2 separate regions of the Mus musculus genome follow, and region 1 is linked to region 2. A link is a contact called in public HiChIP or PLAC-seq data. All regions are on one chromosome and are shown on one strand. Each heading gives the region's core, a stretch centred on a gene start, on an enhancer-like site or on the middle of the called end of the contact. The rest is flanking DNA. Distances are from core to core; before and after follow the strand shown. Region 1 holds the start of Med9 (mediator complex subunit 9). Region 2 holds the start of Prss38 (protease, serine 38).

Evidence for each region. HiChIP or PLAC-seq counts read pairs in DNA pulled down with a chosen protein or histone mark.
Region 1: an H3K27ac HiChIP or PLAC-seq map of embryonic stem cells shows a contact between it and region 2, with 5 read pairs. The contact joins the promoter of Med9 here to the promoter of Prss38 in region 2. A contact is called at or near these places in 1 of 39 promoter capture datasets (cranial neural crest) and 2 of 115 datasets of contacts at active chromatin or transcription factors (embryonic stem cells and pancreatic cancer cells).

Annotation. Positions count from the first base shown.
Region 1 is chr11:59,946,789-59,949,488 of GRCm38.p6, forward strand. Med9 (mediator complex subunit 9) reads left to right here and starts at 1,426. Exons shown (of 2, transcript NM_138675.3): 1 at 1,426-1,690. The coding sequence starts at 1,479. It overlaps Med9os (mediator complex subunit 9, opposite strand), which reads right to left and starts at 1,359. Exons shown (of 2, transcript NR_045273.1): 1 at 1,036-1,359; 2 at 104-308.
Region 2 is chr11:59,374,346-59,377,045 of GRCm38.p6, forward strand. It overlaps Prss38 (protease, serine 38), which reads right to left and starts at 1,308. Exons shown (of 5, transcript NM_001045521.1): 1 at 1,150-1,308; 2 at 812-974; 3 at 1-92. The coding sequence starts at 1,285. Gm15755 (a long non-coding RNA gene) reads left to right here and starts at 1,069. Exons shown (of 3, transcript XR_388692.4): 1 at 1,069-1,540.

The DNA.
Region 1 (2,700 bases), core at 176-2,675, 570 kb after region 2:
GGAAGCTCTGTGGCTTTGTGATCCTGGGGCTGCTATTATAGCCCTGTAAACTTTTGTTTCTTTTTCTATAAAATGGAAAACTAAGATATACCTTCCAGAGTTTCTCGGTGGATTAAATGAGGGTTTTAATGGTTTCTCGTCACTTTCATTCCACAGTAGTAGTGATAGCTACTGTTTGCTAACACTGCCGTTTTACCATGCATTCTCCCAGATGTCTCCAGAGGTGTCTTCAAGTCTTTTCTGGCACACCTGGTTCCATCTTAGACCATTCTCTTCTCCCTTCTTCCTCAGGAATCATGGCCCTTCCCCTAAGGTGGAGAGGTCCTGGGTTAGAAGGAAATCCTACAGTTTCCTGCAGTGAGAAATGTTCTTCTAATCAGACACTTAGTTCCACAGGGGCCTGTATTCCCTAACTCCACTCCCCCCACCCACCTTTCCCTTTGGGTGATTAGCCCATTGAGTCATATTGAGAAGTTGTGTTCCCACTAATGGGATGAAATGCACCTAAGCCTGAGATGGAAGAAAGTGGCCATTTTGTTGAGTGTTTCTGCTATCTTATCTTGAGTTCTGGTGCACTCATTTTCAAGAAATAAATAAATCACCTTGTTTCACTTTGTTTCTGTCTTCTTTTGAGCAACACTGAGATTATTCTTTTCCTGACAGTGCCTCTGTTTAGAGAACTATCTGCAGCTCTGAAGAAAACAATTCTGAGACCTGTAGCTAAAAAACCTGAAAACACCATTGTGAAGTTCCACGTTCCTGCTTCTTTTTGTTTCTGAGATGTGGGCTCCTGGCCTCTCTTTACTGACATGGTTCCTGTCATCAAAGACAGATGTCCTCTCCCAGTTGACAGCTTCCCTAATCCCTGATTTTTGTTAGTCAGAATCAGAATTACTGCTACCCTTGTCCAGAAAATTTTTAATGGAGCCCATTTGCTTGAAATGAATAAATACAAGCCTATCGTAAAGTTCTCCTATTTGGTCCAAGATCTTAGTCTTATATACGTATGTAGTCTGGCACCTGCTAGATGCATACCAAATGCTTGAAGAACGATTAGTTTTCCCCTTGGCAGCCGTGTGGAACTAGTTTGTATGGCCTGTTTTGCTGTCGCCAGTCTGGGGCCCTCCTGGAGGCTAGCATGACACAAAGACGTGTAAGTCCTTGTCATCTGGATGCTCGCTGCCGCAGAGCCTCAGTTTCACACGGTGCTCACCAGCGTCATCCGTTCTTCCTGCCAGTCCCGGGGGTCCTCGTTGGTGTTTTGACCTCTCTCTGTCATGTGAACTAGAAAGATGACTGGAGTAGATTCCCTAATCCTGACTACTCAATTTAGCTTTCCCGACACCCGTCGCCTAGCAACGCCCGCCCGCCTACGCCCAGGGCGCAGACTCAGAGTTTTTTCCCGCCCGGCCTCCCCGGGCGCGCAGTTGTGACGCAAGCACCCAGCGCCCCTCGGCAGCTGCTGGACTCCTGGTGCTATGGCTTCCTCTGGGGTGGCGGGTGGGAGACAGGCCGAAGATACGCTACAGCCACCGCCCGAGCTGCTGCCGGAGTCCAAGCCGCCACCACCGCCTCAGCCTCTGCCGGTCGCTGCGCTCCCGCCGCCGGCGGCTCCGCGGCCTCAGTCCCCCGCTGGCGCGAAGGAGGAGAATTACTCCTTTTTGCCGTTGGTTCACAATGTCATCAAATGGTAAGGGTCTAGGAAAGGTTAAGACACCACTTTTTGCGACTCTAGTGTCCCTGGTTCCGAGCTGCCAAAGCCCGTGGGCTCTGGACCACGCCCCATTTTCCCAGAGGGCCCACGTTGTCAGGCGCCTTAAGAGTTACACTTTACTCCCGGGTGAAGCCCACGTACTGATCAAATGCATAGATAGGTTCTGCAGTGTCCCATCCCAGATCCTGCAGTGACTTGGGGATGGGTCTTAAGTCCTTACACATAGCCCGAAGGCAATTTTATACAGTTGTTTTAATTCGCCTGCGTTTTGACTGTTCGCATGAAGCCCAGAGCGGAATTTCTCACTTGTGGCATTATATGAGCCCCGAAAAGTGTTCGAATTTTGGTGGACCTCAGACGTTCAGACTCGAGATTCTCACCGTGTACACAGTTTAGTACCCATTTCAATGCGAGGCATCTTACCTGTGTGGGCTCTGTTAGGTACTAGGGTTGTACACCGTAAAGAAAGGAGCAGCCATTTACCCTTACAGGGCTTAACGGTTACAAGCAAAGAAAAACAAACAAACATTCTTAAAAGTGGAGAGATGGCGCACACCTTTAATCCCAGCACTTGGGAGGCAGAGGCAGGCGGATTTCTGAGTTCGAGGCCAGCCTGGTTTACAGAGTGAGTTCCAGGACAGCCAGGGCTATCCAGAGAAACCCTGTCTCCAAACAAACAAGTGGAGAGGGGAGAAGTGATGCTAGGAAACATTTGAAACGAAGACACAGAAGTTGCTCTGAATGATTGTGTCCCACTATTAACTTTATTCTAATAATTCTAATAGAATATACAAGGATGTATGGTCTTTTAGGCCCAAAGTCTCCAGTCTCCATGATGGCCTATGTTTTTGCTCACTCCATATACGCTTGGGTCATTTCCAAGAGGTACACTTTTTGGTGCAAGCATTCTCAAGTGTGCTTTGATAAACTTAGGTGACGCGGAACAGTTACTGCCTGGTGCCTCTTTGTGCAGTCAGGATTCTTAG
Region 2 (2,700 bases), core at 58-2,557:
CCTGGTAAATCTCAAACCACTGAGTATGTCTGTTGGCCTTCTCAAGGTTGGTGATGCCCACATATATATCATAGGTTTCGAGTTTCTTCCCCCTGCCAAGCAGAACAGAAGCCAACTGCTTGCAGCCCCCTGTCTCACCAGCCCACAGACAGGGTCTGCCGGGTTGGAAAGCGTGAGCCTGCTTGCAGCACAGTGTAGGCCTATCTGACAGTCTGACCTCAGAGGTCCTGATTTAGACTGAAGGAGACTTGGGGATCAAGTCTTAGGAGCCTGTGTCTGGGCTTTGAGAGCCAGATAGTCATGCAATGGGCCCCTCTGTGGCCTCCTCCTGAATAGCTGATTAAACCCTGTGGGCCTGACTGGATGAGGCTTGGGAGACAGGGCCATCTGACCAAAGAAGGTTCTGTGGAGGAACACGGTTTCTAGTGTGGAGGACCTTGCTGGAGGAGGGAGGGTAAGCTGGGGGCAGGGGCACACTGTAAATGGAGACTTCTCAAGTGGGGATGTAGCCTGGTCTGTAAAGGACTGTGCTCAAGAGGCCAGGCCATGCACCTAAGTACTGACTGGCCCAGTCAGCTAGGGCTGATAAATCCAAGCTGGTCCACTGGGAGCAGCTTGAAGTCTGAGATCAAGGGAATGAGTGCATCAGCTATGGTGTTTAGGTTGGGGGTTGGAGGAGGGTGTGTGTGGGGGGGGGGGCACGACTTCAACAATGACTGCAGCAGTCCAAGCCATGGGCACATGGTCGAGTCCTCTCCTTTCCTGTGTCCCTGCTCCACTCATCACCCCTAACAGCTCCTGAACCTCTCACCTGTCAAAGCAGTGTGCTGCCGACAGCACCCAGTAGGCACTGAGGATGGAGCCACCACAGATGTGAAAGCCAGAGTAATGCAAGCTGACCTGCCACGGCCATTTCCGATCACGAGCAAACTCTCCACCCAAGAGCTTGCCTTGCAGGACTGGCTGGCCACAGGCTGAGGAGGGGGACAAATGCAGAGTGGGCCCAAAGCCACACCACAGGAGGGGCGGGCCACGGAGGGAGGAAGGGACATCGTGTATTTGAGTGGGGAGGGGCCAGGCCAGGGCTTAGGGCCGAGGTTCCACCCAGGGAGAAAGGATCACCACCGAGACCCTGGGACAGGGGCCTACCCACGTCACCGCTCAGTGAATTTGCCTGGCTTTTTGGGTGTCGGCGACTAACTGATGTGACCCAGGTTGGGGAAGCCAGTAGAAGCGGAAACAGCAGGTATCCCAGGACGCCCAAGCCGGAAGTGAGGGCGGCCATGAAGCCAGAGTCGCAGCCCAGCAGGAGAGGGCAGCTGACCAGGAAATGTGACAGCGCCTCCACTGGTGAGGACGTGAACTGGACACGTGACGGCCCCTGGATCCTGGATGCGTTGGTGGCATCCCCAGCAGGTGACTTTGAACTAGCGGATGTGGATGGAAGGAACCTGAACTGTGTGGAGGCTGATACTGCAGATTGCCAACAGGACCACTCTGCCAACAGGGCAGGATGCCAGACGACCTAACCTCACCTCAGGTACGGGCGACAGACACTACCTGCGACACACACACACACACCATGGTCAGACTTGGATATACAAGTTCTTTTTGAGGATTCTGTGTTTCAAATTCCATTGCTCTAAGATCTCTCAGTGGCCGACTCAGATCTGTAAGATTTTTACTATTTACACATGCACCATCTACTATGAAATCTTTTTTTAAAATTAAGCCTTTGTTTATATACAGTAAAATCTACCCCTTCTTGTAAATTTTGACAACCCTTTTTTTTTACTTTCAAGGGAGGATCCCAGCTGATAGATAATGGTGGTGTATGCCTTTAATCCCATCACTGGGAAGGCAGGTCACCTATGGCCTTAGAGGTTCATTCATGTATGCATAGCTTCACCCACATAGATACACACAATTTAAAAGCTATTTTAAAAATACTATTTATTTATTATTAGTTATACGAGTACACTGTAGCTTACTTCTGACACACACCAAAAGAGTGTATCAGATCCCATAACAGATGGTTGGGAGCCACCATGTGGTTGCTGGGAATTGAACTCAGGACCTCTGGAAGAGCAGTCAGTGCTCTTAACCACTGAGCCATCTCTCCAGCCTTAAAAGCTATTTTAAGGAGAAGATTCCATAAGACTATGAAATAAAGGATGAGAAAAATTACAAAACTTTACGAGAGTTGTCGAAGTCAAAGGGATGGAGCTGTCCTGTGCACTTGGGTGTGATGTCATAAATATACTGTATACTTATACTGGGCATAAAGGTTGATGTCATAAACACAGCTGTTTCTGATCACACTAGATTCACAGCAAGTCTGAACAGAAGGCAAACAAGAAGAATTCTAAGGCTTCAGCAATTAAGATTATCAGTAAGGTACAGCCTAGAACAAAAACTAACAGGGGCAGGGAGAGACACGATGGAATTGTCTTCATCAATTCAGATGTTAAAACAAAACTCAGCCAGGCGTGGTGGTGCATGCCTTTAATCCCAGCACTTGGGAGGCAGAAGCGGGTGGATTTCTGAGTTCGAGGCCAGCCTGGTTTACAAAGTGAGTTCCAGGACAGCCAGGGCTATACAGAGAAACCCTGTCTCAAAAAAAAAACAAAAAAACAAAAAAACAAAAACAAAAAACAAAAAACAAAAAAACCCTCCAAGACTAGAGATGGTTTCGTGATT